Regions from separate parts of the Athene noctua genome. Here region 1 is linked to region 2. Evidence: chromatin contacts called from public Hi-C data. All regions are on one chromosome and are shown on one strand. The core of a region is the stretch at or near the end of the contact, and the rest is flanking DNA. Distances in the headings are between cores, read along the strand shown. Region 1 holds the start of ZNRF2 (zinc and ring finger 2). Region 2 holds the start of RPL14 (ribosomal protein L14).

The links. Hi-C and Micro-C count contacts between places; a contact is called where the count stands out from the background.
Region 1: a contact with region 2 is called in a Hi-C map of liver, with 3 times the contacts expected there. The contact joins the promoter of ZNRF2 here to the promoter of RPL14 in region 2. A contact is called at or near these places in 2 of 2 Hi-C or Micro-C datasets (heart and liver).

What each region holds. Positions count from the first base shown.
Region 1 is chr2:149,507,114-149,511,157 of bAthNoc1.hap1.1, forward strand. It overlaps ZNRF2 (zinc and ring finger 2), which reads right to left and starts at 1,940. Exons shown (of 5, transcript XM_074900614.1): 1 at 1,017-1,940. The coding sequence starts at 1,479.
Region 2 is chr2:149,346,365-149,350,665 of bAthNoc1.hap1.1, forward strand. RPL14 (ribosomal protein L14) reads right to left here and starts at 1,409. Exons shown (of 6, transcript XM_074900611.1): 1 at 1,303-1,409; 2 at 739-840; 3 at 20-114. The coding sequence starts at 1,305.

The sequences.
Region 1 (4,044 bases), core at 690-3,189, 160 kb after region 2:
GTTAGTATTTAGACAGGTTATAATACACATGTATATTAGAATTACAAAGATAATTAATCCACCAAAAAAGTCACCTTGCACCTTAATGTTTGACTTACTCGGCCGACGACCTTTAGAATAAGCAGTACCGAAGGCAGTCAGCAACTCTGACAGCGGTTGGCAGCTTACGGGCAGATTTTTAAGGTAAAGAACGCAGGCAGTAAAATGCAAGTCCTACACCAGCCCTATTCATCTCAGTATCACGGGAGAGACAATAGACGATGACAACTTGCTCCACGTTTAATATGTCTCTTAAAGGGCCTCAGCTTCTCAGTTAAGTCAGAGTTCAGCTGAGTGTTTCTCCTGCCTCCAGAGCACATGCGGCCGTCCTCAAGGCTGTAGGGTGCCGGCGCTGCAAGGCTGCGCCTCCGCGGCACAGCCAGCTATCCGGCTCGGCTCGGCTCTTGGGGGGGAAACACGCAAAGAAACTTACTTTAACTTCTCTTTTTTCTTAATCGACTTTCAGACCCGAGAACTCGGAAAGAGGAACAAGCAACAGCCACGTGTTAATCAGTACTTAAAGAGGGGTTTGGTGCCATTTTAGAATAAACTGCGGAGACACATGATCCAATTAAATTCTAATTATGTAAGTAGCAGGCAAGAGTATTTACACAGGCACTGATTACAGCTATTACAGTCTAAAGTCGCGGCCGGAGAGGCTCCGCTTCCTCTTCGCCGTCCCGAGCGCACCGCCGCGGGGTTCGTTTCATTTTTAACCTCCCCCCTTCGCAGCTCTCGTGACAAACAATGGGAGACGCTCCCCCGAAAAGCCCGTCTCCAAGCCGTGCCACCCCCACCCCTCCGGCCGGCTCAAGCCTGGCAGAGCCGCCGCTCTCCCCCAAGCCACGACTCATTTGCCCGTCCCGCCTCGGGGCCGGGGAAGGTCCCCACGCTCCCCCGCCCCCCCGATGCCCAGCCCGGCCGAGCCCCCAGCCCCGCCGCGGCGGGAGAGGCGGCTCAGCGCCCCCGGCCCTTACCTCCGAACAGGTGCGGCGAGAGGTGAGCGGGCAGCGAGCCGATCACCAGCCGGGGCCCGCCGGAGGAGCCCCCGCCGCCGCCGCCCCCCGCCGGCCGCTCCCGGCCGCCCTCCTCCGGGGTGCTGCTGACCGAGTCCTGCGAGCCGTAGGGGCCGCTGCTGTGGGGGATGTTGAAGGCGGACTGCGCGGCCCGGGCCCCGGAGGCGGTGGCCCCCCCTAAGGACCTGCTCCGGGTTGCCGACCCCGCGGCCGCCGCCGCTCCGCCGCCCGCCGTCGCGCCTCCGGGAGCGGCGTGAGGAGGCGCCGCCGCCAGGTGCGCGTACCGCCCGCCAGCGCCGGCCGAGCGCCCGCCGGTCCCGTTAGCGCCGCCGCTGCTGCTGCTGCTGGAGGAAGGTAAATCCCCGCCCGAGTACGCCCGGGTGCGGCCATTGGCGGCGGTGGGGCTACTCTGCTTCGCGCCCATGGTCCCGCCGCCGCCTCCTCCTGGCGCTGCCCGGTGCCCTTCGCCGTCGCCTTCCCCGCGGCGCCCGGGGCTGGTGGTGGGAGTCCGGCCGCGGCGGGGGCGATCCGAGGGGCGAGTCGCGCCGGGGAGCGGGGGGGTAGGGGGGGGAGGGCGCGCCGGGGGAGGGGAACGGGTCGCTCGGTGGGTCGGTGCCGAGAGGGGAGAAGCCGCCCGCCGGGATCCGGCTCAGCTGGCGGCCCCGGGGCGGCCGCTGCTGGCGGGTCTGGGGCGCCACCATGAGCTGCTCGGGACGGTGCTGGCTCCCGCCGCGCGGCCGCTCGGCCCCGCCACCGCTGCTGCTGCTGCGCCCGCCGCCGCCGCCGGCACCGCCGCCGCCATCCTCCTCCTCCTCCTCCGCCGAGCCCTGTGGGGGGCAACGGCGGCAGCAGCGCCGCCGAGGCCGCTCGGTCGCCCGCGGCGCGCCGTGCCTGTGCCGGGGGAGGCGGGAGGGGGCGGTCACCCCGGCGCAGCCGCTCCTCTACCGTGTCGCCATACTGGGGGCGGCACCAGCGGGCGGGATGGGGAGCGGTTACGGCGGTAGGAGCCGCCGCCTCTCCTTCCTTCTCCCCCCCACCCCCCCGCCCGGCGAGGGACCGGCCCCCGGCGGCGCGACGGCCCAGGCCCGACGCCTCGCCTGGCCTCGCTCCGCCGCCTGCCCCTCTCCTCCCGCAAGGTGCGGGGCGGCGCCGGGCGAGGCCGCCCCGGGGCCGCTCCCCTCGGAAGGGCGATCCCCGAGACCGGTCTGAGGCGGGAACCCGCCAGGACACGCAGACGCGCAGACAGACGCACACCCCGAGCGGGGCGGGATGAACGCCGCGGGGTGCTGGAGCGGCCGCCCCGACGGGGAAGGAGGAAAAAGCCAAAGTGCCGCCGGCGGCTGCGGGTCGGGCGCGGCGGCGGCCGCGCCGCCTCCCCCCCCTTCCCGCCGGGGCCGCGCTCGGTGTCGAGCCCCGCAGGTGAAGGGCGGCCGGTGCCTCCTGCCGCGCCGCTTCCCGGTGCGCCGCGGCAGCTGGGCCGAGCGGCCGGGTGCCCGGGCCCCGGCTGAGCGGCGAAGGGCCCGGCCCGCCGCTCCCCGAGCCTGGGCTTGGCGGGGTAAGGGGCCGCTTTCCCGGGTGGGGGCCTCCCAGCGCGGGCGGCTTGCGGGGAGAAGCTGGAATGCGAAGGGTGGAAATCTCCTACATCTTTGTTTCACAGGCGGTAAGGAAAATCCTGTAGACCTCAGGCTCTAACTCTGAAGAAAAACTCCCGTTATTGTTGATGAGATTGACTAACAGCCAGAAGGGTTGGCCCTGTGAATTACACCGATGTGGATAACGGGCTCGGTTTGCTCATGGCAAAACCATCAGAGACATAAAATTAGTTTGCTCTTTAAGGGTACGTGATCTTGGATGTCATGTACGTTGCATTTGTATGAACGTGATTCCTACAATCGGTCATCCAAGGTAAACTGTTTGTTTTTACGGGTTACCATCTGCTCTAAAATAAAGTACGTGACCGTGAAGCAGCGCTGTGCACCGTCGCGGGACTCTGTCACACCATCTAGGGAGGGATTCCAACTACGTTCATGCCTGTGTTGCAATGGCATAGTACCCAGGCTAGTTTACAATTAATACAATAAACCAGGTCAAAATCTTAACACCCAAAGTGTTGTGTAACCTACCGTACATGTTATGTGCATGTAATTATTACATGTACATTACTATATGTATTATGTATATATAATGTACAAGTGTAACATACATAAGATGTACACGTATGGTGTCTCTGCTCACCCTCAGATGTGAAGAGGTTCAAAGGCCTCCCTTTCCCCCTCCTTTTGCCATCTCCATTACAACTGCGTGCAATTGCTTTCTGGCATCAGTGCAGCTCACAGTTCAATGTGCAAGAAGCGGTACCATAGCTGGGGCTGGCAGAGGAGGCTACCAGCCCTAACTCGTCGTTCTGACACCATTTTTCTGGACAGCTGAGACATTCTGAACCTCATTTAGAGAAGGATGCTGTAAACCATGGCTGGCCTCAGTGAGAGGCAGTGATTCCACAGCTGTCTCACAAACAGCTTGGTCTTTTGTGTGCTGGGTGCTGGGCAGACAGCTGTGGTCGATAATGTGTCGTCCCAAGCTATGCCATCTCCACTTGTGAATTCTGAGCTGCAGTTTTTGCTACCAGTGGTAGATACCCCAAGGTGGATCAAGCATGAGGACTTTCTAGTTCGGTTTCCTACAGAAAAAAAAACAGTGTGAATATGCTCTCTGCTCTACCACCAGTTGCTTTTGAAACCCTTGACCAGCTTCAGCCAAATCTCTCAGAGACTCTAACAGTATAGAAAATAAGTAGTTATGTAGGAAATTGAGATCCTATTAATGTTCCCACAGAAGGGAAAGCTACCATAGGAATTCCTGTCTTGCTCGATTCCAAGAATCTGCATGGGCAAAGATGTTGCAAACATGACTCATAATTTCTGCTGCTCACAGAATGCCTGTGGCAGTTCAGCCCTATTGGAGCAGGTTTAGAGGACAGCATGCTCGG
Region 2 (4,301 bases), core at 159-2,658:
AAAAATGCCAACAGCTCACCTGTGTGGGAACTTGAGAACAAAGTCAGTCAGCTGCATGCACTTGAAGGGCATAGCCTGCCTTCTGACACCACTGCAGGGGCCATCAACTAGTGCCTGAAAAACAAATGGGGGGGGTTGTAGCAGTTTTCCCATCACACCTGATTTAGACAGCAGCTTCCTAATAACATATGAACGGTATCTTGACAATAACAGTTCAAAATTGAAATAAATGTTATGCTGACAAAACCCAATATTGTTAAGTCTTGAAAATACAATCTAAGCTTTACAGAAAGAATTTTAAAGGTTCATCTTCATCTTTGGAAAAAAAACAAACAACTTTAAAAAAAGCACACAGAACTAAGATGACATACTAGTTCATCTTTTTTTTTTTTTTTTCCCAGCTTTTTCAGGAACATTAAGTGAAAAGAGTTCCCTAGCCCAAACATTTGTTTTAAACATACATTAATTCCATTCCACTCCACCTGACTTCACTTGTCCACTTCTATTCTTAGGAAACATAGCAGAGAAGGGAATATATAACTTGGCAGTGAAAAACGCTTACTACTGAAAATCTCAAATACAAGTGCCATTAAATTCCATCTTTTTGTCAGTTGCTTATTTCTTTGAAAAAAATCTGTTCACAGAAAATTTCCTGTAAAATAAATACACTCCGTCTTAGTTTACAAGCTTCTATTAAGGCAGAAAGTAGAAAATAAAAGTAAAGCACTCATAGCTTACTCTATTTTGGTCAATAACATCCACAATGGCCACCAGCTTGCCAGCATGTGGCCCAAAGGAAATAAAAGCAACTCTGCCAATCTCGACGAAGCGTTTGAACACCTGGGAACAACAAAAATTGACAGGAGTTAGGCGCGAATGTACTTAAGGCCATTGCTAGATTCAAGGCTCTCACAGCCTTTGAAGCAGCTCCCCAAGCATTCGAACTGCACAAACTCCCCTGGCGTAAGGAAAGGGCCCACGGTAACGCCCTTAACTACTTTTTGCCGGCCCTGGCCCCGCGTGGAGGCCGCGGCAGGCGGAGGAAGAGACGCCGTGGAGGAGCAGGGAGCCCCGCGGGCCGCCAGGCGCCAGGGCCGGACACGCCGGCTCCGGCCATACCAGGCGTTGCCTCCGAACGCGGCCCTGCCCGACCGCCAGCCGCGCCCGCCCAAGGGTCCCAGCCCAGCACGGGCGAGACGGCCGCCGTCCTGTCCCCTCTCTCCCCTCCCCAGACCCCGGCGGGAGGGCACAGGCAGACCGCCGGCTCGCCAGGCCGCGGAGGCCGCGGCCGCCCGCACGTACCATGATGGCGGCCCGCGAGCAGAAAGGGAGAGGCAGCGCCGGCGGTGGCCGGAAACCGCCTCCGAGCCGCGACTGCGCATGCGCGTTGCGCCTTGCCGCCGCGGCGTGCCCAGTACGCATGCGCCGCACGGGGCGCGCGGGCCTGTTGCGGGCGGGGCGCGCGGCCTGGGCGGGGGGAAGCGTGGCGGCCGTGGGCTCCGCCGCGCGCATGCGCAGTCGCCGTGGAGTGCCTGGTGGGAGGGAAGGGCCTGGCGGGGACCGGGGCTGGTCCCGCTCTGTCCCCTCAGCCCCCTGCTGCTACTCCCGAGCGCGGGAGGATAGCCTCGGTGCTGCGGGGCGCGGGCGAGAGAGCGGCTTTGGCGGCAGCCCCCGGGCGGGAGAACGCCGGAGGGGACGGCACATGCGGAGGCCGGGGCCGTCCTGTGGCCAAGCTGGCGAGCTGCTCCTGTTTGAGCTCAGGGGAGGGCTGGCAGGGCACAGCCAACACGCTCAGAGACAACTTATTAAAAGTTATCCCTCTCTTGGGGAGGCAGAACGTTTTAATGGGGCTGTGAGTGAAAAATACACCAGGATGGTGCGTGGGTTTTCCTGTCAGTGCAGAACTGGCCCCAAATTTGAAAGCCTCTTGGCAGTACTTGGGATACAACAGAACAAACACAAAACAGGCTTGGGAAGGAGACAGGAGCGGTACACATTAAGAACAAATGGTACAAGAGGGTAAACCAGCGTTATAATTAAGCTAGTAGGTGATGCCACCTGATGGTGAAAAGTTGGTTTAAAAACAACCAAAAGGAGCATTTAATTGACTGCATTACACTCGCCGCAGTACGGAGGGACAGGCAGCACTCCATGCAGAAGTCAAGCGTCAGGCCTGTGCTGTTAATGGCGAGTTGGTCCCTCTTGCGTGTAGCAGAAGGCACCGTGCCAGGACCAGTGTCACAGAAGCACGTGGGTGCTGCCAGAAGAATCTGCCCGCTCTGTTCTTGGGCCGTGTTCTCTCCAAGCTCCAGGGGCAAGTGCAGGACAGTGCTGATTTTATTACTCAGTACCTATCCCCACATGAATGGTGTTTCCTAGAGAGCAAAGATGCAGCAGGAGCTCTGCAGTGCGTACAGGATGGACCTTTCCAGCCCCAAGCTGAGCTGCAGAGAAGCTGTGCCAGGTGGAGAGATGTTCCACTGCACAACTGGCTCAAGAGCAGCCTCGCAGCTCTGCCAGAGCTTCCTGCAGCCCTCGCTGCCAAGCAGCGCTGCTGCCAATGGAAGGCAGGCAGTTAGTTAGGGGCCCTGTGGACCATTGGGGCACGACAGAAAAGCTCCATGGGTGGCTTTGATGGACACATGTCAGGATATTGACACAGGTGCAGATCATGTTTTGCAGGATTTTTCACTCCTAAACATCAGCCAAAACATCTGCTATGAAGAGAAGAGCTTTGAGGGTAGCAAAGCGTAAGCAAGGCGTGCTGCTGAGCTCTGCTGGAACACAGCTCTGACCTGTCTGACCTTGTCTGGCTCGTCTGTCAACAGTAGAATGAAACATCCCAACTTAGCTGCCTAAAGCAGAGTGGTTGTTGTTTGGCCAGTTTTGCTTTTATAATATAAGAGAGCAAGTAAAAAATGCACTTAAGCAATTTTAAATGGTGCAGATATTTTATGCAAAGTGCCTAGGGAATGGATCATTAAAATGTTAATGAGCACTTGACTCCCTTGGGTATTTTGGAAAATCCTATCCAGAATACCATTATAGCAATATTGTTAACTGTTCTTTACAACAGTAATATAGTAATACATATATTAAACAAGTCATTTTTAAACAACATGTTCTAGGAAGTCAGTAGAAGATGAAGACTTTCTGATTCTTCCATTTTGCAGTGATTCTGAAAAGCAGTATTTTTCATTTTCTTCATTTGATCTAACATTACTCTCCAGTATTACTTAAGAGGAAGGAAGGGAAGTTACCTAAAATCTTGCCTTTGCATGTTTAATGGCAGAGATACTCAAATGTCACTTGTGACTGCATTGATGACTGAGTTCTATGTAACTATAACTTGCACACATGCATTTCTGCATCTGTCAATATCATAAATGACTGGAAGAGGCATCACAAAACACACCAAGTTTGGGCTGTGCCTTAACATCAAACACTGAAAACAGTTCAGGATTTCAAGCTTAAAAGCATTTTCTCCCATGAATACGCATTTAAAAACATACACTGGGCCTGCACAAATGTTGTTGAACAAGTAATTAGATACTGCCTTCCCCTTCCTACACAGAAGAGCACTCATAAATTAAGTGTAGGTGAGCACTTCTTATGATACAGTCTCCATTGCCATCCAAGTGAACACACATTGTTCCTGAAATAATAATTGAATTTTAAAAATGAATAAAAACGCCCCAAATTGGAAAATGTTTGACTATCATACTCACAGTTTACTTTTCTGCCCCCTTAACTGATCTTACCCATGCTGAATCATGCCATGCAGTACAAGTTACTGCTTTCTTCTGCTGAGTTTGTGTATTGCTTTATGAGAAAATTTATCACCTTTTTCCCCTTCAGAAACACCCACAGGCATTTAATTTCTCATCTCTTTCTTACGGTGGATTAATTTCTTGCTGCTTCTCCATAGATGAGGTTTTTCATATTACATAATCCTGTCCCTGTTCCCAGTGCCCGACAGTTCTTTTTCTAACCACTCTTGATCTACTGTCTGTGATAACTGGGAATTGCTGCTTTCAGATCAACATTATGGTGGTGAACATGAAATAAGCCCTACAAAGTGTCCATGTCCCTAAGTGAAATGTTAAAGAGTGTTTAAAAAAAAAATAAGAGAGCCCTGGTTTTAACTACCAGGGTTTCCTTACTGAAAATACAGATTCTGGAGATAATGAGCACTGATCTCACAGGATCAGTTTTGCAGCATGCAAATTTTCATCCCTGAGAAAAGCATCTCAGGGATTTCCTATCCCTCTAATAAGAATTACTTGTCTACCGGGATTAAA